Regions from separate parts of the Oryzias latipes genome. Here all the other regions are linked to region 1. Evidence: chromatin contacts called from public Hi-C data. All regions are on one chromosome and are shown on one strand. The core of a region is the stretch at or near the end of the contact, and the rest is flanking DNA. Distances in the headings are between cores, read along the strand shown.

Region 1 (2,615 bases), core at 76-2,575:
TTCACTTCTTCCCACTCCTTTTCAAGCAATAAATCAAACTCTACTTGACTTTAGTTAATGATCACTGAATTTTTGTTTTGTTTTATTTTATATTTCTGTCTTTTTAATCTATGCATTTCAACATTTCTGTAATGAGTTTGATAAATATGTGTAAATTATTTATAGCTTTGACTACAATGCTTGAAATAAATCAATAAATCAAATCAATCAAACGGTGTTACCGTAGTGTGACATCATGGTTATGCTGCTTCCAAACAGAATATTTTCACATTGGAGTGTTTAAAAAATGGCATTTCACCCTTTTTTCTCTTTGATAACACATCAATCCTTGCTTTGTTTTTTTCTGTGGCTCACTTGTACCTCATTCTTACTCTATTTACATCATGTAAGCAACAAATGGCTGTAGTGGCTGTTTTGGTTCATTTGCTCCCCTCTGAGGGATCATATTCAGACTCAGGATTTTCAGAGCAAACCGAAGCTCAGTCCAATTGGAAACAAACTAAAAAAGATGGGTCAGAGAGCGGTTCCTGAAGCTTCTGTCACTGTGAACTCCACAGAACAGAGTCAGAGATTTACTGGGTCTCACTTTTCTGCTGAGTGAAGCCTAAGCCATCATCTGCAGGCTGCCCCTCTGCTTTTTCACCACAGATATGATCATGAAGATGTTTTCAGTGGAGCTTGTAAACTCTTATTGTGGTCCCTATTCATTCTGTTTCATAACAGCTGGTTGGGGTTTCATATTAAGGGCTGGGTCCTGTAGTTCCTCCCCAGCAGCCACTCTAAATGTTAACTGTGTTCACCATGATGGCAGTCAACATGTGGTTTCAGAGCTGGTCAAGCCTTTGGTTTACCAATCAGTGCCGTTGTGTCACTCAGTCTTTGTGAGTCTGTGCTGCCCACACGTCACACCAAACTGCTGCCCCGGCGGTAAATGACTGTCCAGAATTAAATGAGAGCTGGACAAATGAAACGACAACGTTCAGTCACGGATGAGACCATGTTTGCCTGTAACTGCTCTGGGTTTGACACTCTGCTGGTCGTTTTACAGTTTATCATTTTCCAGAAGCAAATCTGTAATTCTCAAGAACCACAAAAACTGAAATTCAACTTTAATATCTATATTTATGTCTTTTAGAATTTGACAGCAAAGGAATACCACCCAACAGTCAGGAGAAGCCATGAGACCTCATTGAGACAGAAAAGCATCTAGAGAGCAGTGAAGGAGGGAGAAGGGCTGCTTTTCCTGCAAGTTTGGGGCCTCACATCTGGGCTGCAACCTCTCTGCCTTTTCCAAAATGGAGTTAGGAGAAAAAAAAGAAAAACAAACTTTCAGGAGAAGGAGGGCAGGCTGCTCAGTGGTGGCAGGACATTTTCAGAGTGCCGCTGATGCATATGCGAGTGTTTGTGTGCAGTGTCACAGTGCGCCCTGCTGTCTATTTCTGGAACTGCACCAAAAAAAGAGAACTCAAAACGGGGCCAGAAAACAGCTTTTGTTGGTCTTTCATGGTTCAGATAGAGTCTTGCAGAGCATCATCGGCTCTCCTTTTCCTTTCCAAATGTTAAATCTCTTACAACAAGACAGCCTGCAGCCTGTAGAAAAAGCAAGATTGGTCTCAAAGTGCAAACGAAGCCTCTCTGTGCTTATACACTGTTTTCTGGAACTGATTCTGAGTCTTACATTTCCTAGTTTTTATGAGTCACAGACAGATAACAGTGAAGACGTCCACCCAGCCTGGACTTTCCCAGATTCCAAGAGTTTGTAAAGTTTGTAAAGCTCAGCACGGCGTTCTTAGGAACGCAGCAGATGTTTCTGCTGAAAAGCAAACACGAGGACTATCAAAGGGCTGACCTGCTGTGGACCTCTGTGACATGGAGCTCTTATTCACATGCAGCTTTCTGCTGCGTTTGGTGTCTTTTCATCCTGCTGTTTGTATTTATCTCTGCGTGTGTGTGTCTGGATGGTTGGAGCAGCAGAGCGGCTCGGGCTGCAATAAATTTCTGGCTCTGAAAAGGGAGGTTTTCCTGCTTGGCCTCTGATTAATGTCTTCCCACAGAGTACGACTCCAGGTGAGGATCAGTGAGACCAGATATGAAGAATTGATACCAAATAATTGGCTTTTGTCTTAGAGAACATCAGTTTTCATCGCTGGCTTTAGAACCACATAGATCATCGTGGTTGTTTTAACCTGACGCTCGCCTCATTCTTCTACATCAGGACCAGTCCACAGATGAAATGAATCAAGACATAATGAAAGAATTTACTGGCATAGGAAACGTATTGATGCTCGTAGTGGGAGTGGCTGGTTGGAGGCTGCTGCAGTTGTCAAACAGAAGAGTGTTAACGTGTCATTGGGTTATGAATATGGTCTGGCTCCTCCCTTTAGATAGATGGAGGTTTTTTCTATGTGAGCAGCTTGAATGACAGCTCGTCTGAAGTACTGCAGACTCTCTTTCTCTGACTCTGCAGCAAAGGAAGGGAAATGCATCTCTAGACTGGCAACATGTTTTGGGTGGAGGCTCTTTGAGCTCTTTGTTGGCCTTTCCTCTTTCTCACTTGGTGTTTGATGCAACAATGGCGAGTTGCTCAGTCAGCGCTGAGCATGTTTCTTCAGGGC
Region 2 (2,615 bases), core at 67-2,566, 240 kb after region 1:
GAAGAAAAAAGGTTTAGAGCACTGTCTAGTGCAGGGATCCCCAAGTCCAGGCCTAGAGGGCCGGTGTCCTGCTGGTTTTCCAGAAACCCCTCCTCATTTGCTGCTGATTACTTGGATCAGGTGTGTTTAGCCAATAAAGAGCTTCAAAGGCAGGTTGGTTGGAAAACATGTAGGACGCGGGCCCTCCAGGCTTTGATTTGGGGACCCCTGGTCTAGTGGGTCTAGATGACCCAACTCCCAATGGTAAAGTGCCTAGGATAGCAAAAGGGTTACTGGTATTATGGAAATAAAGTATTCAATCCCTCAACTTCCTCACATATGAACAGAAGTTCCATCCATTCCTAACCCAGAGTTCAATGTGATGTGGGTCCACCTTTTGCAGCTCTTACAGCTCCAACTCTTCTGGAAAGGCTGTCCACAAGGTTGGAAGCATGGAATTGTCCAAAATGACAACTGGAACTGACTGGGCAGTTCCAGTGGCGGCGTGCTCTACACCACTGCATCAACACTTTGCATTGCACTGATGTGTGGCTTGGAGGCAGCTGCTCAACCATGGAAACCCATTCCATGAAGCTCTCTGAGTGCTGGACTTGTAATCTAAAAGTCACAGGCAGTTTGGAGCTCTGTAGCCATTGTAGCACTATGAGCTTCAGCATCCTCTGACCTCTCCATCAGTTTACGTGGTCTACGTGGCTGAGAGTTTGATTTGATACACCTGTGCCCAGGCCAAGTCATTGAAACACCTGACCGATCATTTGAATGAATTTGAGTGAATACTTTTGGTTATATGGTGTATGTCTTCTTGGGGGACGATGATGTGTGGAGCAAAGAGGAAATGACTGTATGCAATTAAAAATCAATGTGTTGCTGCTCCGTTCTCTGCTCGGCTCACATCAGTATGAATAAACGTCAGAGGGTTGAGGTCAGTGAACAAAGACTTTCACATCAGTTCAAATAAGTTTTCAGACAAAATAAGACATTTTGGATTAAAATGATTTTTAAAAAATTCATTTTATCCATTTGAATTGAATAAAGGGTCAATCAATACAATTGATTTAATAGTACTGGCAGTAATGGCTACATCTTATGGTAATAGTACTTTAGTTCAAACTAAAAAATGAAACAAAGGTTTTTAAAAAAACTTCATAAGATTTATATAACGGGTATAACAGATTAAGACCTTTATAAAATAAAAGGTAATATTTTATGGAGAATCTATATTTATTTCCAAATAAAATAAATTCTTCGTTCACTGATCGTCAGTGTGATAACGGGTCAGGTGTTTAAGGTGTAGATGCACTGCGCCCTCTAGCGGCCGCAGTGGAGCAGTGCAGCCACAGCAAACATGGCGTCTGTCTGCCGCGAACGTCCTAACAGTAACGCTGTTTTTAAATACAATAAAGACGTTTTCAGCCGAAAAGAAGTCGTTCAAATGGGACAAAAGTAAAGTAAGAAATCTGTTACTTTGTATCAGATAAATTTTACTACTAAAAACTGCCTGTTTTGAGCGGAAATGACGTAACCGAGGCTTCTCTTCCACTTCGCCCTCGCGTCGCTGCAGCCTGTTTGTCTCCTGTCTGGGGGGGGGTCATGTCCCCGTCCCGGCTCGCCGTGGTGTGTGGGGGCTCCAGGGGGATCGGGGCGGCGGTGTCCCACCTGCTGGCAGAGAGGGGCTGCAGGTTGGCTGTTGTCTCAAGGAACGAAGACGCGTCCCGGGCCGCTGTGGCTGCTCTGCCCGGAGGTAAAGCACGGCCTCCGTCACCGAACACTGTCGGTTCTCCTGATGCTCACCTGTCTGATGACGTCATGGAGTAGAAAAGGCGCTCCGGATAAATCCTCTAGTGGTGGAACCGCTCTAGCTGAGTACGAGAGGTTAAATACTAAACTGCTGCTCATCCATCCGTCACTCTTCAGAACCCCATGAACCCCTCTTGGGGTCATAGGGCCGCTGGGGCCAACCAGCTGCTGTTGGTTGACACAGTCACACACTCACAAATGTCTAGGGGCCAGAGAGTCACCAGTTAACCTATGAAACATGTTTTTGGACTGGGGGAGGAAGCCTGGAGAAAGACCCACACATGCACGGAGAGAACATGGCTGGGTTTCAAACCAGGGCCTTCTTGCGTGAGAGTGCTAGCCACTACACCAGGGTACAGCCCTCTGCTGCATGTGCAGACTGCTTTAAGAAGACTTCTGTGAACGGACTAGAAGGTTCCGTCTGCAGAGAAGACGGACTGAGGGTCACTCCCCCCCCAGAGTCATTCAGGAGAAAATGGAGAACCCTATAGGACGATGGTCATGTCTGAGTTTGGCATAAATAACAACAAACATCTGGATGTCCCTAAGTCCTCCTTCCTGTTTTCCTCTGTAGTTCTGTCAGATCCAGGACCAGCCTGTGAGTGTCTTCCTCCCCTGCAGGAATGTGTCTGTAGAAGTTCAGCAGGAACATTAGAATGCTCCAGACACCATAGCAGAGCTTGCATGTGGTGGAAGTCTGCAGATGTCTCAGAATGGGTTTGTCCCTGGAACCACAGCCAGCTGTGTCTTCTCCTCAGCTGACCACGTGGCGTTCAGCTGCGACGTCTCCCAGGAGCAGGAGGTGCAGAGAACCTTTG
Region 3 (2,615 bases), core at 37-2,536, 170 kb after region 1:
GGACAACTGATGTAAAGGAAAGAATGAATGGGGCCATGTATCCTCAGATTTTGAGTGAAAACCTCCTTCCATCAGCAAGGACACTGAAGATGAAACATGGTTGGATCTTTCAGCACGACAACGATCCTAAACACACGTTGCCCGGGTAACAAAGGAGTGGCTTCATGAGAAACATTTCAAGGTCCTAGAGTGGCCTAGCCAGTCTCCAGATCTCAACCTCATAGAAAATCTTTGGAGGGGGTTGAAAGCTCGTGTGGCCCAGTGACAGCCCCAAAACATCACTGCTCTAGAGGAGATCTGCATGGAGGAATGGGCCAAAATACCAGCAACAGTTTTTGAAAACCTTGTGAAGACTTACAGAAAACGTCTGACTGCTGTCATTGTCAACAAAGGGTAAATAAATAGTATTGAGTTGAACTTTTTTATTGACCAAATACTTATTTTCCTCCATAATTTACGAATGAATTCTTTAAAAATTGGAGAATTTTTTTTTGCTGTTTTTTTCTCATTGTGTTTCTCATAGTTGAGGTTTACCTATGATGAAAATTACAGGCCTCTGTAATGTTTTTAAGTGGGAGAACTTAAACAATTGGTGGCTGACTGAACACATTTTTGACCCACTGCATATAATGTAATAAAAATGTACAATTGACCTGTAAGCTGAGAAAATCAAGCCTTTGACAATTTATTAGCTATTATTAATGAATATGTAGCACTGAATTGGAAAGGTGAAGATTTACTTATCATCAAAATATGGGTGATTCCAATTCTGGAATCGCCCATTATCATGATTCAAAGTGCCAACAAAGATTATTTTTACCTTTGTATTTATAGGCTATAGGTTCAAAAGATTTAGCTCTTTTCTGATGTATTTGTTTAAAACTCTTTCTTTGCAAAGAAGAAGACAGAGGAAAGCACAACGGAATTATTTCTGTTTGCATGGACAACATTTTCTACTGAAGGTGTCCGTAAACATGTGTTCTGGTTGCTTTTTATCAATTATACATATAACTAAGATTAAATTTGATCTAATTAAAGGGATAAGTATACACTTAAGTGCACAAGAAGTAAATAACGTGGGTCTTTTCAGAAACGGTCTCATAACTGGCTCGTTCGGCGCTTTTCCGGTGTTCTTATTTTTGTCTATTTTGGGCTGCCATACCCAGTTGTTAAGACAAACGTCCACAGCAACAGATCCAGAGAGGAGGGAGGGAGGAAATCCAGAGAGGAGGCGGGAAATTGTCAAGGAAGATGATGAGAGTTAAAATGAACCAATCCCTGAACGGCTTCTTGAAGCTGACCAATCAGAATGCAGGAAGGGGATTGCTGTCAGGGCATATGTGGCTTTAGCACAAACCAGACGTTCGGCAAAATAGCAGCGGAAAAAGACTGATGGTAAGCTCATTTTCAGACGGTTTGTGACTTTGACTAAACTCTTGCTTGTTTAGATGTTTTAGTAAATGTTCTGAGTTGTTATGGGGCTTTTATTTAACGAACCCTTTTCATCTTCGTGGAGCCTCTGGTGAGGTTAGCCATGATCTGGCAGCTGCGTCTCTGTCTGTCCGCATCATCATCACCTGCTTCTCTGCACACTTAGGAAGAAATTCAGTATAATGAGCGAAATTTTGCTCTAAAATCGGAAGCTTTTAAGGCATAGAGTCGTTTCTGATGCCATTTCAGAGCCAGCATGTGGAGCAGGTCATTTCAGTGACATGGACAAGTACGAAAACGTGAAGCAGATCGGGGAGGGCTCCTTTGGGAAGGCCATCCTAGTCAACTCGAAAGAGGATGGACGCCAGTATGTCATTAAGGAGATTGGCATCTCTGGGGTAACCTCCTTTAAAAAGAAGAAGAAGAAGAAGAGTTGATTTCTATTAGCCTTAGCATGTGCTGTAGGCTGACTCTAATGACATCCATGTTGCTTTTGGCAGATGTCAACCAAAGAGAGGCGGGAGTCTCGGAAAGAGGTGTCTGTTCTCGCCAACATGAGTCACCCCAACATTGTCCAGTATAAGGAGTCATTTGAAGGTATGGACAGTTCAGAGATCACCTGATCATCTAAAGAGTCTAAGAGTTCTCGTGCCCTTTCTAGTGATGGAGGACATGTATAAAGAAAATGAAGCTTAAAATTGCATTTCTGAGTGTTTCTTTATTCAAGTCGTTGTGAATCAGGAGCAGATGCATGTGGAATAAGCTTGGGGCTGTGATGTAGCTGCTACAGGTGGCGAGCCACAAGCCCCCTGCTCCGCCCTATTCTGATGCTTGCTCAAAATTAGATCCGTTGAAGTCCCACCTGTGACAGACTGCCGACCTGTCCAGGGTGTCCCCTGCCTTCGCCCACAAGTGGCCGGGATAGGCTCCAGCAGCCCCGTGACCCCGAAAGGGATAAAACGGCAGAAGATGAATACATGAATAAATTCCCACTCCATTCATATTTTGATAAATTTTCAAAGTGTTCCCAGTGGTCTTTCAATTATGATTCTACAGTTTTGAGCCAAAGTCCAAAAATCTTTGTCGTCTTCCAGACAAAAGTTGTGCAGCGAGGTAAGAATTCATTCAAAATTCACCTCTGAGTTGTGGGCGGGACTGTTGGCGTGGAAGTAAGCCTCCGCTGA

The links. A called contact is a pair of places that touch in the nucleus more often than the background predicts.
Region 2: a contact with region 1 is called in a Hi-C map of fibroblasts, with 1.9 times the contacts expected there. The contact joins the promoter of cbr4 here to the enhancer-like site in region 1. A contact is called at or near these places in 3 of 5 Hi-C or Micro-C datasets (embryo and fibroblasts).
Region 3: a Hi-C map of fibroblasts shows a contact between it and region 1, with 5 times the contacts expected there. The contact joins the promoter of nek1 here to the enhancer-like site in region 1. A contact is called at or near these places in 3 of 5 Hi-C or Micro-C datasets (embryo and fibroblasts).

Annotation. Positions count from the first base shown.
Region 1 is chr4:868,791-871,405 of ASM223467v1, forward strand. The region is part of intron 5 of scfd2 (sec1 family domain-containing protein 2); the gene reads left to right. Among protein-coding and RNA genes, the nearest start is that of LOC110015045, 39 kb to the left of the region's middle. Within about 2 kb of position 1,326, at least 1 of the 8 cell types and tissues checked has an H3K27ac peak or open chromatin away from gene starts, as enhancers often do.
Region 2 is chr4:1,108,406-1,111,020 of ASM223467v1, forward strand. cbr4 (carbonyl reductase family member 4) reads left to right here and starts at 1,317. Exons shown (of 6, transcript XM_011472872.3): 1 at 1,317-1,448; 2 at 1,562-1,741; 3 at 2,556-2,615. The coding sequence starts at 1,591.
Region 3 is chr4:1,038,783-1,041,397 of ASM223467v1, forward strand. nek1 (serine/threonine-protein kinase Nek1) reads left to right here and starts at 1,287. Exons shown (of 37, transcript XR_002873127.1): 1 at 1,287-1,395; 2 at 1,681-1,829; 3 at 1,932-2,028.